Linked DNA regions of Anas platyrhynchos: region 1 is linked to region 2. The links are chromatin contacts, called in public Hi-C maps. All regions are on one chromosome and are shown on one strand. Each heading gives the region's core, a stretch centred on a gene start, on an enhancer-like site or on the middle of the called end of the contact. The rest is flanking DNA. Distances are from core to core; before and after follow the strand shown.

The links. Hi-C and Micro-C count contacts between places; a contact is called where the count stands out from the background.
Region 1: a Hi-C map of skeletal muscle shows a contact between it and region 2, with 5 times the contacts expected there. The contact joins the promoter of LOC101796809 here to the enhancer-like site in region 2. A contact is called at or near these places in 2 of 8 Hi-C or Micro-C datasets (liver and skeletal muscle).

Annotation. Positions count from the first base shown.
Region 1 is chr4:14,972,412-14,975,125 of IASCAAS_PekinDuck_T2T, reverse strand. It overlaps LOC101796809 (probable E3 ubiquitin-protein ligase HERC3), which reads left to right and starts at 1,412. Exons shown (of 23, transcript XM_038178627.2): 1 at 1,412-1,690; 2 at 2,295-2,427. The coding sequence starts at 1,597.
Region 2 is chr4:14,913,522-14,916,388 of IASCAAS_PekinDuck_T2T, reverse strand. It overlaps LOC101794869 (probable E3 ubiquitin-protein ligase HERC3), which reads left to right. Exons shown (of 25, transcript XM_027455804.3): 23 at 1,457-1,640; 24 at 2,382-2,484. Among named protein-coding and RNA genes, the nearest start is that of PYURF, 42 kb to the left of the region's middle. Within about 2 kb of position 1,543, at least 3 of the 8 cell types and tissues checked have an H3K27ac peak or open chromatin away from gene starts, as enhancers often do.

The sequences.
Region 1 (2,714 bases), core at 163-2,662, 59 kb before region 2:
TGTTGGAAAAGGACCTGGGGAGGTTGGTCAGCAGCCAGCTGAATATCAGACAGCAGTGTGCTGGCTACTGGGGGCGGGTGGCCAAGAAGACCAACAGCTTGTTGGCTTGTATCAGAAGTAGCGTGGCCAGCAGGCCCAGGGAAGTGATTGTCCCCCTGTACTTGGCTCTGGCTTTTGGTTGCACCTCACCCTGTGTTCAGCTTTGGGCCCCTCACTGCAAGAAAGACATTGAGGTGCTGGAGCATGTCCAAAGAGGGACTGAGAAGCATGGTTTAGTGGTAGACGTGGCAGTACGAGGTTAATGGTTGGAACTGATGGTCTTAGAGATCTTTTCCAACCTTATGATTCTGCGATTCCTGTGCCTCTGCTTGGAGCACCTTTCTTCCCTTGGGAGGACTCGTTAGCTCATGCTTTGGTGCAGAGGGACCTCTAGTGTCCATTTGCAGCCCATACTTTGGCCTCACAGGCCATAGCTTGCTATTTCATTGTCAAAAGACCTTCCTATGTATCACAGAAAGAGATGAGGTCCCTGTAGTGTTGCAGGCAACAGGCTAGGAAGACAAGTGCTGTTTGCTCCCCTGTGGGCAAAAGGCAAACCCAACTGTGGGACTGCTTCTGCTCAAGGACCCAGGGGTACTTGTACGATGGGGAACTGCGGTGTGTACCCTGAGTGACTTTCACCTTCATGGATGTAGCTCTGAAAGGAAAGAAAGAGCTTTAGTGACTGTTCTGTTCATATCCTCCCCTCAAGTCTCTACATTCCTGTGCCTTTGTCTGGAGCTCCTTTGCTCTCTTTGGAGGACAGATGAGCTCATCTGTTGGTGCACAGGGACTTGACTGTGCTTTTGCGGCTCGTGCTTTGGTGTCCCAAGCCTCACAGCACTGCTCTGGTTAATGCTGAGTGCTGCAGGACCTGGGCTGGGCCCTGCCCTGGACAGCATTGCCCCAGCCCTGTCAAAGGGCTGTGTTCTCCGTCTCCACCCTGTTGTTATTTTTCACCACATTGACTTTCTGTGCCTTTTTGTTCACTCCATTCTGCTTCATTTAAATGTATCACATTAAACACTTCTGTTGTCTCAGTATTTTTTTTTTTCTGCAGCATTTCACTCAACGCCAGTAAGAATCTGTAAAATCACGTCCCTAGTGCTACTTTCACAGCACGCCTTACCCTGCTATCCTCCCAGCTGTGCTCAGCATTCAGCAGCATGATTTTTTTTAAGCATTTAGTTCATCTGTTAAAGGTATTGGGTATAAAGATGCTCTTATGTCTTTCCATGCATCTGATCCCTAACACGGGCGTCATTTATCGCACAAGGCGGTCACGTAGCCCTGCGTGTGCTCTCCTTTAGAGGCAGGGGGGGAGATTTAGCAGACATCAGCAGAGGACATGTGAGAATGGAAAGCCTTTCGAGCGCAGATCCCCGTTTCCCAGCTCAGCACCTCCAGGCGGCAGCATCCTGGCTGCTGGGGCTCCCGGCTTTCGTTTTCGCTTTCGCTTTCGTTTCCCGAAAGCTGAGGCTGGCTGGGGCGGGGAGCAGGGATAAAGGAGCTGCCTGGGGCTCAGCCTAGCGGTAGCGGGCTGCTTGCTGGCACGGTATGGCCGGGAGAAGGACAAAGCAGCGGCAGCGGCGGCGGCAGCTGGCCGGGAAGCAGAAGCGCAGCGCAAAGCAGAAGCCGGCGGCAGCGGGAGGTGCTGGGGGGGGACCCGGCGGCGTACCGGGGGTGGGGGGACAGGGACCCTGCCAGGAGCCAGGGGACAGGGAGGAGACGGGGGTGATGGGGAGAGATGCCCCTGCCTGGCTGCATGCTGTTGGTTGAGCTGGGGAGGTGAGAAGGGTGGGCGGTGGGATGGCCGAGGTGTGAATTTTGCTGCTTGCAAAACATCTGGCTTCGAGGCAACCTGTGCCTAAGCGTGTGATGGATCTAGGGCAGTCAGATAACTCAGCAAGTGCCTTTTTTTTTTTCCCTTGGATACTCTCCACGGCTGTGCAAAAGTATCCGTGTGCTTCTGCTGGCGTGTCAGGGATTGTATTCAGAGCCTGTATCTGAGAGATGGAGAGGTGTCTTCCAGTGACAGCCAGGGGAGTGGCTGGAGGACAACAAAGTAGTGCATAGGACACTGAAGCCCCAAGTGACATGAGAAATTATTGCCTATGCTTGTTGCTCTTCTTCCCAAGGAGCAGAAACTCTCAGTGAAAGCAGTAGCACACGGAGATACTGGGGGAGGAGCAGAGATGGTTGAGGTGCCTGCTTCCTTGGTGTGACTGCCATGCCTGTCTTTATCTGTGCTGTAGAACAAGTGCAGCTGCAGAGAAAGGAGAAGGCGACATGTCCAAACTGCGATGAAACACATACACCCCTTTTCTCCTGTGATGGGAAGCTTTCCAAAAACTGGGCTGCATCTTCAGATGACTGCTTTAAGCCAAGGTAAGAAGCTTCCTCAGGGTGAAAGTATGCATTGCAATGGTTATAGAACATGGCCTCCTTTTCCTAAAGGTAACAGTCAAGAAACTTAGGCATGCTCTTACTGCAAAAATGAAACAAGAATACTTGCATTTCTAAAACTCAGAACTTTCTCTCTTTTTTTTTTTTTTTTTTTTTTTTTTTTTTTTTTTTTTTAACCAGCAAGAAATGCTCTGATCTCGAGGGTAACACTAAGATCTGAGCTGTTTGAGATACTGACAGTACAGGTTCCTCTCAGAACTCAGTAAGGA
Region 2 (2,867 bases), core at 294-2,793:
TCATGAGGAAAAGGTCTTTTCTTACACGGTGTGCCGTATTGGCCTAGTGGGAGGATCAAAGGTTTTGGCTAGAGCAAAAGTTTGGGAAGAGCATCCTGGTTAGCTCCTTCAATACCAAGTCAGGAAAGGCAAGAGAAGCAAATCCGGCAGCGCCAGCTTAACACATTCCAGAATGCAATGGCTTTGTCTTGACCAGAGTTTTGAACTCAAGCTAACCTCTAAATCCAAGTCTAGACGTGGCTGTCAATTCATCCACCTTACAGTGCTTAATGACTTCCTCCGCTGCTGTGTTTAGAGGTCAGGGACCAAATTGCTGCCCTGCTGGCCTCAGGAGCGTGCTGTGTGCATGTCTGTGGGCATCGTCCTTCCTACTCGAGGGAAGGTTCACTGTTAACTGAAGAAATTCACAGGATTGCTTTGACTGAAAAATACCAAGTAGGAAATGCTTGCGTTTTCCCTTTCTTCTTTGGAGTTTTGGTAAAGAGTTCGTGACCGTAACAGCCAAGGAGGTATTAAGCAACAGTTAAGTGCTTAATCAGCTTGGATTTCTGTAATGCTCACGTGATTATCAGCAAAATGACCATAAAACAAGCGCACTGGAAAATGCCCCTGTGCTGTATGATTTCTTATTCCAGGTTTTTGTATTTGTCAGTCTGCTGCCTTATTTTTGTTTTTAAATTTCTCACCTAGCCTTCACTGTTTTTCATAGCATATGCACTGAGAATTTCTCCGCCAAAAGGTCATAATGTTTTTTTCAATTTTGGTGCCCTCTGCTAGTGATTGAGTTATTGGATTCCATTGCTTCCCTGGTCTGCTTAGCTTCTGAGTTCAGGTGTGAGCACCTCTTAAAGGTCAGAGGCAAAAAAACAACTGCTCCACCCAGAGACTGGTTTCATGTCCCAGTTTGCCGCATTGTTTGGTGCATTATGGTCAGGCGTCCAAAAAAAACACAACACAGTGTGCCTAGCTAGGGCTCTGGGAGGCTCTCTGTTCTGGAAGTGATGGCTTTCTGATTGCTTGCTGTGTGGTTTGGTTCCCACTCCTGCTACTCGTGTAACTCAACCTCAGCAGAGCAGCAGGTTCCCCAGGGAAGAGGACTCTTCCTTACACCTTCCTGGTGAATCCTGTCACCCCGTCTCCCTCCTGGCCATATGGCCAACTGGATGCAGGGCTTCTGGGTGGCTTTATCGTAGCACAGAAGAGCCTGGGCTGCTGGGGACCTCCAGCACTGCCACTGCTGCACTGGTTGAGCACACACGCAGCGGTACGTGTCCCCTGGTGACTTTGTCCCTGTTGCAGTGAGTCATCTCGGTGGGAGGTGGGCAGTGGGGTGAACCCGTGGAAGACTCATATTTACAAGAAATATTACAGGCAGAAACAGCAAAACTGGCAGTGCTGCCGCTCAGGCGTATGAATAATAGTGCTTTTCTTTACCTGCTCTCTCTCAATGCCCTAGGGAAGAATTTGTTGAAGCCTATGTAAATTACATCTTCAACCTCTCCATCCATGAGTGGTACACAGCTTTTTCCACTGGCTTCCTGAAAGTATGTGGTGGGAAGGTCCTGGAACTCTTCCAGCCCACAGAGCTCAGGGCCATGATAGTCGGGAACAGTAACTACAACTGGGAGGAACTGGAGGAGGTAAAGCTTCCCTCTTGTCATGTTTTTCTTCTGTTTTACAAGTACTAGGATTGGGCAGCTGCATGAGGTGGGCAGTAGCTTGGGTCAAGAGGTGTAGTAAGCTACGGATGTTTTTATATGTTTCTTGTGCATCTTGCAATCATTCACGTGAATAGTTAACTCTCTTACGTCACTATCCTGCTACTGATAAAGCTCATGGAGGAAATTGGGGATGAAAAAGAAGAGGGGAGGAGGACTTCTGTCTTTTTTTCATAGGGATGAAGCCTAAGATTGAAAGAAAGAGACAAAATCAGGATCTTCATTTACAGTAAAACTAACAAGGGCAAAAAGTACACAGCCAGGTGTTCAAAGGGAAGTCTGGACAGAATGCAAGAGCTGTGTCCTCTCATAATACGTGCAGATCAGCAAATACTTGTTTTGTCTCAGCCTTAGCAGTAGAAAGGGCCTCACAGCGCACAACACGTGATCTTGTCCCTGAGTCCAGCCCGTGAGCAGGTACACCAGGGTCCTCATTACACCTCTACTTAGCTGCATACCTGGAGGCCTAAATACTGGCCTTGCACCTGCAGCACGAACACTTTTCTGTGTCTTTGAGCCATGCTGTTGCCTATGGCACATCCCACACTCCATTTCTTAGCTGTCAGACATCAGTCTGAGACACTAGCAGAGATCAGGTCGTGTTTCTACTTAGTCCTTGCTTTTAGTGCTAGATGAAATTGTGACTTTTTGTTTTTCTAATAGAGTGCTGTCTACAAGGGAGACTACACTGCGACACACCCAACTGTGAGGATGTTTTGGGAAACGTTTCATGCATTTTCCTTGGAAAAGAAGAAGAAATTTCTCTGTAAGTATTCTGCAGTGGTACAGGCTGTTATCTGAAATTGACAAATCAATGTCACTGGGGGGAAGATGTCACTTTATTTGGCAATAAAAGGGGAGAGGAGGAGAAATACATGGTATTAAGGGCAGGTGGCTCTGAGTTTGTTGCTACAGCTGGCAGCTGTTGCTCCCTTGGGGCATCATGTTGAGGGAATATTGTGTCCCAAGGGCAACCTGGGAAAGCACTGAAAGGAGCCACTTTTTATTTTCGGACTGGTTTTGTTTCCTGATTTTGTGCCCACTAATGTGAATCTGTTTGGAAATGCTTGGTGTCAAGCACAGAGATGGAGGCATGCTGAGGAAAGCGCTGTTTTATTGAAGGATTATTCAGATTTACGTGTCCTAAAA